Regions from separate parts of the Mus musculus genome. Here all the other regions are linked to region 3. Evidence: chromatin contacts called from public HiChIP or PLAC-seq data. All regions are on one chromosome and are shown on one strand. The core of a region is the stretch at or near the end of the contact, and the rest is flanking DNA. Distances in the headings are between cores, read along the strand shown.

What was found. HiChIP or PLAC-seq counts read pairs in DNA pulled down with a chosen protein or histone mark.
Region 1: a contact with region 3 is called in a BATF HiChIP or PLAC-seq map of CD8 T cells, with 5 read pairs. The contact joins two enhancer-like sites. A contact is called at or near these places in 1 of 484 Hi-C or Micro-C datasets (extraembryonic endoderm stem cells), 3 of 115 datasets of contacts at active chromatin or transcription factors (CD8 T cells, SST interneurons and embryonic stem cells) and 3 of 9 other capture datasets (adipose tissue, liver and pancreatic islet).
Region 2: a contact with region 3 is called in a BATF HiChIP or PLAC-seq map of CD8 T cells, with 7 read pairs. The contact joins two enhancer-like sites. A contact is called at or near these places in 1 of 15 datasets of contacts at CTCF or cohesin (the NIH/3T3 cell line), 9 of 484 Hi-C or Micro-C datasets (Sertoli cells, embryonic stem cells, myocytes and 3 more), 3 of 115 datasets of contacts at active chromatin or transcription factors (CD8 T cells and embryonic stem cells) and 3 of 9 other capture datasets (adipose tissue, liver and pancreatic islet).

Annotation. Positions count from the first base shown.
Region 1 is chr3:96,777,115-96,780,344 of GRCm38.p6, forward strand. All of the region lies in intron 4 of Rnf115 (ring finger protein 115), which reads left to right. Among named protein-coding and RNA genes, the nearest start is that of Cd160, 36 kb to the right of the region's middle. Within about 2 kb of position 1,292, at least 17 of the 459 cell types and tissues checked have an H3K27ac peak or open chromatin away from gene starts, as enhancers often do. A contact at or near this core is called in CD8 T cells, where this site is marked.
Region 2 is chr3:96,757,995-96,761,283 of GRCm38.p6, forward strand. It overlaps Rnf115 (ring finger protein 115), which reads left to right. Exons shown (of 9, transcript NM_026406.3): 3 at 1-40. Among named protein-coding and RNA genes, the nearest start is that of Rnf115, 32 kb to the left of the region's middle. Within about 2 kb of position 1,802, at least 46 of the 459 cell types and tissues checked have an H3K27ac peak or open chromatin away from gene starts, as enhancers often do. A contact at or near this core is called in CD8 T cells, where this site is marked.
Region 3 is chr3:96,880,140-96,883,631 of GRCm38.p6, forward strand. It overlaps Gpr89 (G protein-coupled receptor 89), which reads right to left. Exons shown (of 14, transcript NM_026229.4): 8 at 2,380-2,489; 9 at 482-570; 10 at 1-27. Among named protein-coding and RNA genes, the nearest start is that of Gpr89, 23 kb to the right of the region's middle. Within about 2 kb of position 1,597, at least 43 of the 459 cell types and tissues checked have an H3K27ac peak or open chromatin away from gene starts, as enhancers often do. A contact at or near this core is called in CD8 T cells, where this site is marked.

The sequences.
Region 1 (3,230 bases), core at 42-2,541, 100 kb before region 3:
CTTTGTACTACATTTTTGTTAAAGGAAAAGGAATCTTTTTCTACTGCCCCTTACTCTGTGCTCAGAATATTTCCTGAGCTCTGTGTCCTAATGTTTCCTGCCCACGGATGTGAGGAGAGCTAAATGAGCAGAGAGTTAACTTTGTATCCTTTACTATGAGGTGGCAAGGAGGGTGCTGTGGAGGTTGGTTTATGATTAGCCAGCTGCGGTGCCTGCTGATCACTTAGACTAGAGTAAACACTGTGTTTGAACCGAGTTTGGTGGCACATGCTTGTAACCCCAGCATTTGGGAGAATCAGGAGTTCAAGCTGGCTTCAGCTCTCTAGTGAGTTTGAGGCTAGTCCAGGCTCCACAAGCCTTTAGATGAAACAACAAACTAAACAACAATAAAAAGCATGTATCAGGTGAGTTGTACTGTATAGTCAATATTTTTTTCAATGTGTAGCAATCTTCTGAGGATTTTTATTGTATTTATTTTCATTGTAGGTTTGTAAGTTTAGATTTTGGCTCCGTTTTGTACATTTTGGTCATTTAAATTATTTCTTGATGAATTCTTTCCTTTATATAATCACTATTATATATCTTTAAATAGATCCACCTGTTTTCAATTTTATTTCAATTTTAGATGTTGTATTGTGAAGTGAGACTGCATGTTTTTATGTGCCCAAACGTGGACCATATAGTCAGTAGCAGTTTTTTTCTTCTTACTTTTCTTAGCAAGTGGAGACTATTTCTTGAACTATGTATGACCAGAAAATACCAGATTACTTGCTAAGGGTTCTTGATGTAGGGAATTGATGTGGAATCTACTTTTCACTAATGGGACTCTAACAGTCTGCTGTCAGGAATCTGGGATGCATGTCCCAACACACACATGCTCTCTTATGAAGATCCAAGGAGAATACTAGTTTTTTACTTTGCAAAGACGTCATGCTTACAGATGCTGCAACCACCCTCCAAGTTATGGATGGAGGGTGTGGCTGATGCTGAGGACGAAGAGGGATGTGCTCTATTGACTTCATCCCCAGCCTCTAGAATGGAATTAAACACATTTTCTATTGCTTATAATCTTTTCTTTTTTTGCTTATAATCTTCCCACATTGTTCTGTTTAGACTAAAACACAAGGTTATTAATATCTTTCTTCCTATTAGACTTTTTAAAATCTTCTTGTCAGGCTGCGCTTTCCATGGCCTACATCTTAAGATCCTGTTCACCTATTTCAATAGACAGTACTTTTCAAAAAGTAGCTGTTGAAGATCATCAGTGTGTTCTAACCAGGAGTTCCTCTGAAATATGCATTTCCTGTGGCTGTTCACTGACGTAGAGCACTGTCTTAGTCAGGGTTTCTATTCCTGCACAAACATCATGACTAAGAAGCAAGTTGGGGAGGAAAGGGTTTATTTGGCTTACACTTCCATGCTGCTGTTCATCACCAAAGGAAGTCAGGACTGGAACTCAAGCAGGTCAGGAAGCAGGAGCTGATGCAGAGACCATGGAGGGATGTTCTTTACTGGCTTGCCTCCCCTGGCTTGCTCAGCCTGCTCTCTTATAGAACCAAGACTACCAGCCCAGAGATGGTCCCACCCACAAGGGCCTTTCCCCCTTGATCACTAATTGAGAAAATGCCTTACAGTTGGATCTCATGGAGGCATTTCCTCAACTGAAGCTCCTTTCTTTGTGATAACTTGCTATATGTATAGAACAGCCTGGCCTTGAATTTGTGATCTTCCTGCGTCCACTTCCTGATTACAAGGATTACAGACTTGCACCACCATGCCCAGTTTGTGAAGTGTTGGGGATTGAGCTAGCCCAGGGCTTTGTGCAAGCAAGGCAAGCACTCCATTAGCTAAGGTACATCTGCACCCAGAAAGGCCTTTGATTGTTATCCTGCATCTAAGAAAGCTTTTTACCTACACAGTATGGTTTAAAGAAGTCATCCCTAAATTTTAGCATCATAGCTTTTTGATACCAGTCACAACTTAGGTTTTAAGAATTGACATTGGTTGTTAACTTCCCCCCTTATTTTAAAAATGTTAGTGTTTACTTTTTAAATGGATTAAAAGACGGTGTAGTGGCTATTCCTGGTTGTCAACTTGACTATATCTGGAATGAAAAATAATCCAGAAAAATTCTCAAATAAATGAAGTGAAGGCTACATTGGATCATGGCAAAAGTCAGTCTCAGCCAGTGAATCAATTTCCAGACTTGAACCAGTTTGCCTTGAATGAAGGGGTGGCCAGGTTCCCCTGAGGAAGGATCTTGATAGGAAACCTAAAATTTCTGCTGCTAGTCTTTTCTCCAGTTCTTCCCCAGAGGGACCTATATAGCCTTTTATAAGGGTAACTAACTGTACACTGTAGGAAAGGAAATAATCAGACTTTCCAGGGTCTATTGGATACTGGTTCTGAATTGACAATGATCCCAGGAGATCGATCCCAAGAAACATTGAGGCCCTCCAGTTAAAGTAGGGATTTATGGAGGAAAGGTGATTAATGGAATTTTGACTGATGTCTGACTCACAGTAGGTCCCTGAACACAACTTGTGGCCATTTACCCAGTTTCAGAATGTATAATTGGGGTTGATATACTTAGAAATTGGCAGAATTCTCATATTGGTTCCCTGACCTGTAGAGTGAGGGCTATTATGGTTGGAAAGACTAAATGGAAGCCTTTGGAGTTGCTTCTGCCAAAGAAAACAGTGAATCAAAAACCAGTATTGTATTCCTGGAGGAATTACAGAAATTACTGCCACCATCAAGGACTTGAAAGATGCAGGGGTGGTGGTTCCCACCACATCTCCCTTTAACTCTCCTATCTGGCCAGTGCAGAAGACAGATGGATCATGGAGAATGACAGTTGACTATCGAAAACTAAATCAGGTGGTAACTCTGATTGCAGCTGCTGCACCAGATGTAGTTTTGTTTTATTTTGTTATAGTTATTCTTTCAATTAAAAAATATTTATTTTTTATATCCAAGTACACTGTAGCAGTCTTCAGACACCAGAAGAGGGTATCTGATCTCACTACAGATGTTGTGAGCCACCATGCAGTTGCTGGGATTTGAACTCAGGACCTCTGGAAGAGCAGTCAATGCTCTTAACCACTGAGCCATCTCACCAGCCCTATTCTTCCAATTTAACATCAATTGGTATATAAGTTGAGATACTAAAAGAATGTTCCCAAGGGATATTGCCCCATTGTAAATTTACAAATGCAATCTCAACTGTA
Region 2 (3,289 bases), core at 552-3,051, 120 kb before region 3:
AAGCCGGACAGACAATAGCACAGCGACACATTTTGCAGAGGTAAGTTTTCCTAACGGTGCTCCTCGGCAGTAGAGATTGCTTAGGGTGTGGCTGGGGATTAAAGAGGTAGATAACCAACCACCTAATGCTGAATCACTGAGGATGGATGTGTGAGAAGAGTGCAGTCAGGGGTAACCTGGGAAGATCTGTGTCCTCAGTAGCTAAGGGTTTGGCCTGCTTCTTCAGAGGAAAAAGTCAGAGCCTGCAAAATATCCCGCTGCAGCCCTGGTTGTGTTTTCTTTTTCTGCTGCTGCTTTCTGTGTATGAGTGAAAAGCTTGTGATGTTTGCAGAGCATTGGTGCTGCAGCCTCCGCTGCATTGGCAGCCCTGATGACTTATTACCCAAATTGCAATACAGCAGTTTTAAAATAACACTGTATCATACAAGTTTCTAGAATTTAACATGGTAGTTGCTGTGAAATAAGTATATTTATAACCTTTCAGATCCTAAGATGAGACCCTTAGTTAATTAACTTCTATTCTTTTGTATAATGTAGCATCCATATATTAAATATGAGTTCTCTCTTTTCCCCTTGCCCCTCCTTCTTATTCTCTCTCTCCTTCTCTAACCCCCTCTCTCTGTCTCTGTCTCTCTGTCTCTCCTCACCCTCCCTTCTGCCCCCGAGACAGGTTTCACTATATGGCCCAAGCAGGCTTCATACTTACTATGTAACATTGGTTGACCTTGAAACCATAAATCCTCCTGCCTCAGCATCCTGGGTGCTAGGATTCATAGGCATATGGCACCAGCTCAGTTAGAAAATCAAAACTCTGAATTCTTATTTGAAAACAGTCAGTGTCCTTTAATACCATTTATTTTTCAATTCAAAATACTTTGGCTTTTCATTGACCTCTTTCTTTTTGGCTTGTGTAACTGTTTGAACCGTTTGTTTAAGAGAAGTGGTTTCATAAGGTTTCACTATATTTTCCGTGGCTTGTCTTAAACTCATAAGCTCAACTGATTCTCCTGCCTCAGCCTCTGGAGAAGCTGAGACTATAAACATGTGCTGTTATGACTAGTTCTTTTTTGTTTTGGTTTTTCGAAACAGGGTTTCTCTGTACAGCCCTGGCTATCCTGTAACTCACTCTGTAGACCAGGCTGGCCTTGAACTCAGAAATTCTCCTGCCTCTGCCTCCTGAGTGCTGGGATTAAAGGTGTGCGCCACCACGACCGGCTATCTTAAACTGTTTTTAAGTTCAGTGGCGTTGATACTCCGTGCTTGTAGTGGTTTGGAGACTGTTTCCCAGATGGGAAAACCAAGCTCATTGGACAGCAAACACTTTTACTCTCTTCTTTTACTTATCTATCTCTGATGCCATACAGCTTTTAGGAGCTAAAAGCTGACATATGACCAAAACAATTTTTCAATGTTAAATCCCATAATCAGAATTCCCTTTTATTTTAGAATTATAGTTAATAAGCCCATAAATCACTGAATTTTCCTTTTTTTGAAAATTATCTTAAGATGTAAATGTATCTCTCCCCCCAGTCCCCTTGTTGATGATGTTATAGTCAAGAATTGTGTTAGGAGGTTTCCTTTTGTTCATGGCTATGGTTATTGCTAACATCTAAGATTTTTAGTCAGTTCTTAAGTACTTTAAGATGAGTTGATGTGAGCCTGGCTCCAGACAGATCATATTTTGAACACTCATTTGTGTTTTCTTGTTGATAGATTGAGAAGCATTGAAAGTCTGTATACTCTGTGTGAGCCTGGCAGTCTTCTCGATGTGAGTCAGCATTTCGCAGGGTGTGCTGTTTGTGGGAGCACAGTCTGTTCCTGATTGCGCATGTGCAGAAGAAACTTCACTTGGTTTTCTTTAAGCATTGGTTCTCTTTTAGAAATGGAAATAGATGGATCTGTCAGTTTTGTATGTATGATTCACGAGGAGGAAATGCATTGAGTAAGAAGGAAAGTATATGTGGTCAGCACTCTAACTTTAGTAGGGCTATATCTGACACTATGACCTGGGCTACCCTTCAGGTACTAATTTTTCAACAGTCATGGTTGTGAGTTCATGTTCCTTAGCAGTGACAGGCTTTGTAGTAAGGTGTAATCATGCCACATTTTTCCTCAGTAGAGTTTTCTTGTCACCATGCCTCAATATTTAATTTTCTCTCTTTCCCTTTCTTCTTTTTTTTTTTTCCTTTTCTCAAGACAATGTTTCCCTATGTAGCTCTGGCTGTCCCGGAACTTACTCTGTAGACCAGGCCCCATTCATCTTCCAGAGGTCCACCTGCCTCTGTCTACTGAGGGTTAACTTTTTTTTTAATGATGTTTTACATTTTATTACTGGAAAATGTCTTTATAATGATATTATTGAGATTTCCAAGGAATTTGAAGAATTAGGTGAGAACTTTTTATACATATTGCTTCTAAAACAAGTAGGGGCAGGAAGCACATTTCTTGTTGCCTTGCCTTCACAGTATTACAGTGTAGTTGGAGAGCAAGTTTAAACACATAAAGTGGATGGGGAAACACAGATACAGAAATGTACCAACTGCCCTGTGTTTTGATTATTATGTGACAGGAGGAAATTCTTTTCTGGTCCAGTCTATTTGGAGTTCTGTAGGCTTCTTGTATGTATGGGCATTTCTTTCTTTTGGTTAGGGAAGTTTTCTTCTATAGTTTTGTTGAAGATATTTGTTGGCCCTTTTAGTTGGGAATCTTCACTCTCTTCTATACCTATTATCCTTAGGTTTGGTCTTCTTATTGTATCCTGAATTTCCTGGATATTTTGCTTTTTGCGTTTTCTTTGACTTTTGTGTCAATGTTTTCTATGATATCTTCTGCACCTGAGATTCTCTCTTCTATCTCTTGTATTCTGTTGCCGATGCTTACATCTATGACTCCTGATTTCTTTCTTAGGTTTTCTAACTCCAGGATTGTCTCCCTTTGTGATTTCTTTATTGTTTCTATTTTTAGGTCTTGGATGATTTTATTTCCTTCGCCTGTTTGATTGTATTTTCCTGTAATTCCTTAAGGGATTTTTGTGTTTCCTCTTTACCGGCTTCTAGCTGTTTACCTGTGTTCTCCTGTATTTCTTTAAGGGAGTTATTTATGGGACCCTGGGACCCTTCTTAAAGTCCTCTATCACCATCATGAGAAATTATTTTAGATCCGAATCTTGCTTTTCCCGTGTGATGGTGTATCCAGGAGTTACTGTGGTAGGAGAACTGGATTCTGATGATGCCAAGTAACCTTAGTTTCTGTTGCTTGTGTTCTTACGCTTGACTCCTGCCATCTGATG
Region 3 (3,492 bases), core at 347-2,846:
GAATGTTTTCGAGTATTCAATTCTTTCCTAAAGAAAACCAAACACAAAACATGGTTTTTAGTAAAAGGCAGACATTTTCTATAAAAGCATTCCCATGCCTGTGGCTGAGTCAATACAGCATACATGATAACATTAAGAGAGGCTACTAGGGGCCAACCTGCACGGAGTGCTGACTTTCAGTCAGAGTACTGCACTACCCTTATGAAATATGCTGTAGAACCTTCACCTTCCAGATGGGAGACTGAGTCTCAGAGGTTAAACAACTCGGAAAAGGTTAGGGTAGTCTGCATTTAAACCATACTGCATTCTAGGTGTGGTTGGCATTCACACTCAGGAGTGACTTCATAAACAGTAAGCCTCTTTTCTAACGCCACTTGGCTTACACAGAAGCACTGCCTGCTCGCAGAGGACTGCCAGCCCATGAGGTCTCATTCTCTCTTCAACCGTGTTGGTAAAGCAGAGCTGTCTCCTCACTCTGTACCTTTGTAGCATACAGATCAGCTGTTTCCAGAAAAAGCTGCCTGCTCAGTTCTTCCAAAGCATCCACTTCCTGTTGGATAAGAGTCAGATCTGGCAAAAAGTGGGCATCAAGGTTTAAATCACAGAAAAGTGTCAGTAAGCAGTGGGAAGAAAGGTTGGATTTGCTCAGCTTTGTAGGGAAGAAGCTGGGAATTGCCTGCATCTTTTATTCCCACCTCAGCACTGCTTCAGGGCAGTGTTCCCAGGCTGACACAGGGTGAAGGGGCACCCCACATGCATCTGCCAGCTGCTGCTCAGACATATGATCTCACGGCTAGTGTTCTGCTTTATTTTTTTAATATCAAATTCAGTCCTCAAATGGTGTATACGCCATGACCCACAATTCAGCAGTTTCATGCTACCTGACTGATAGATACTGTGCCAGGAAACAGCACACACAGCACTGTGGTCAGAGCCTCACCGGGCTGGGCTTTAGGCAATGCCTTCTTTCTATCTTATTTTATGCTCCCACAATCCCATGAGACAGCTGTAACCCATTTCTCAGACAAGGAAAGAGGCTCAGAATGTTAAACAACTTGCTCCATGTCATCTCATCCTGCATCTAATAGGCGTGCATAGTGCTGTCTGCCTACACAAGGCCCCGTCTTTTCCACTGCCAGATACTAGCCAAGTTTCCATACCTCAGTCAGAAGTGTCAGTATTTCCTCACTAAAGAAGCAGGAGCTCAGAGAGCTAAAAACTCCATACTTTGTTGATACCAACCTACACTTGGGTTTTTAAGAATTTTAAAGTAATAAAGATAGTAAGATAGATAGTCCCAGTAATTCAAATCTTCCTCCCTTTGTGAAATTAGCAAGTACCCTTCAGGTCCTCCCCTCAACAGTGGCTACCAGCCAGGCCGAGCTGCTCTTGAGAGGTTATGCTTCCAGTCCTGTCACTTAGACTCTTCCTGGAAACAGGAGACAGAGCACTGCTGCAGGGTACTTGTTTTCTCTAAAGAGAGGGTGGATTTTGCTGTTAATTGTCTGTATGTGTGGGGGCGCATATGCAGACGAGTGTGGGAGCCCTCAGAAGGCAGCTCCCTAGGACTGGGGCACCTATGAGTCACCTGATACATGTGCAAGAGCAGGCCCCTCTCCGAGCCTCTGAGCCGTCTCTCCAGCCCCCATGACTCCTTTTCCTTTCTCTGCCACAGTCACCTGGCTTTCTCTGTCTGATTCTTATCTATAGCCACGTCAGAATGGTGTCCGGATCCATCACAATAGCCTGCATCCTTCTCCAACTGACTTAACTGGTGACAGAGACAGAAGAACATCTCAGCCCTGACAGCCTGTGGGAGGGGACGGGAGAAGAGGGAGAAACACACAGGCTTGGTTTTCTCTATGTGGAACTAGTCAGCCTCCAAACCAGCAGGGCCAGGAACAATCCAGTAACCAGGTTGCCCTGTTTTATTTATTTTTTTTAAGGGGGGGGGGGGTGGAGCTGCTTGAAATCTGTGTGGCATTAACTGGGTTAGGAATGGAACCTTGCCACCACACTGTTGTAGGGAGTCACTGTGCTTTGTGGTCTTGCATCTGTGGGTGACAGAACAGCACAGCGGAACAAGTTATGAAGCTGAGGCCATAGTTCTGTTCCTACACTTGCCACAAACCACCGTGTGACTTCACCTCTCTGGGTCTATTTTCTCATCTGTGAAATGGAAAGAATGATCTGATAGGTTCGCTCCAGCTCAGAGACAACGCTTCTGCAGTTAGGTACAAGTGTAGGGAAGATGACGTGCCCACTGGACCTCCTAGCCCAGTGCTGGCTGGCCCTGATGCAGCCAGGCACCCTAGAGGGGACTGACTCAGCCCCTGGTGCAGAGTGGAGGAGAAGAGCCAAGAAGAAGGTAAAGGATACTTTCACTTCCCGGGGCTGAGGCAGTAACGCTCTTCAGCATGCCCCAGAGTCCCGACGGCTTGTTCTGCACATCCCCTCTCTGGAACATGGTTCTCCGTGCCACGGCCATTCTGCAATACAGAACACAGAAGCCTGAGCAAAGAACTGGGACTTGCAGCCTCATCTCCCACCGTCCTGAGTCACAGCTATGTCTCCACTGGTTCAGAAGTTACACAGAAGACAACATTTCCAGAGGCTGCGTGGCCTGGCCCGGGGAACAGAATATAGAGTAGGCAATACATCTGAGGTCTGGCTCTGCCACCTGGAAGCTGAGAGACCCACAGTTTACTTTCTCACTCTGGGTGGTTGTAAAGAATAAGGAAATACCACTGTCATCCATCCTTGCCATATGCTAATATCATTTAGAGAACAAAGTGGCTAACAATTCTATAAAGAACCAGGCACAGAGGAGGGACACAAGGAAAAGCAGACCACAGAAAGGAAACAGGAAGTTCACACAGACAGGGCCTTAACTCACTGCAGTCCACCTCTTGCCATGACTGTCATGGCGCTACTGCTGGACAGGGTGCATCTGTGGGTGCTCCTCCTATCTGTGGAGCACTCAGGGGCATCGTGACAGCTGATGGCAAGTTCTAGTCTGCCCAGAGTATTAAGAGCAAGGTCCTTGTGAGCTTAGAAGACACACATGATTACTTGAAGAGTGCAATGGGCCTAAAACCAACCAGGACAAATCTAGCACAGGTAGGAGAGCAAGCTACAGAGAAATTCATGGTGGACATTTTTGGGTGACAAGAGACAAAAATGGGGATGAGGAAGCAGCAGCATTGGCATCATGTCTGCAACAAATGGTACCAGGTGACAAGGGCCAGATGGCATTTCTGTGGGCTAAATTCTTAAAGCATCAGTTAAAAGGTCACTCGTAACAAAGAGTGTTAGGCATATTCATTTTGGTGACGGAAACAGTTCCCTTTTCAGTGAGCGCTGCCTGGATAAGGTACAAATCAAACAGCCACAAGCTTGTGCTGCCTTCCCTGACACGGTCCCTCCAACTCGGCATTTTGGGAAGTCGTGAAAAAAGAACCAAGGAAAGGCTCCGAGCCACGACTCCGTCAG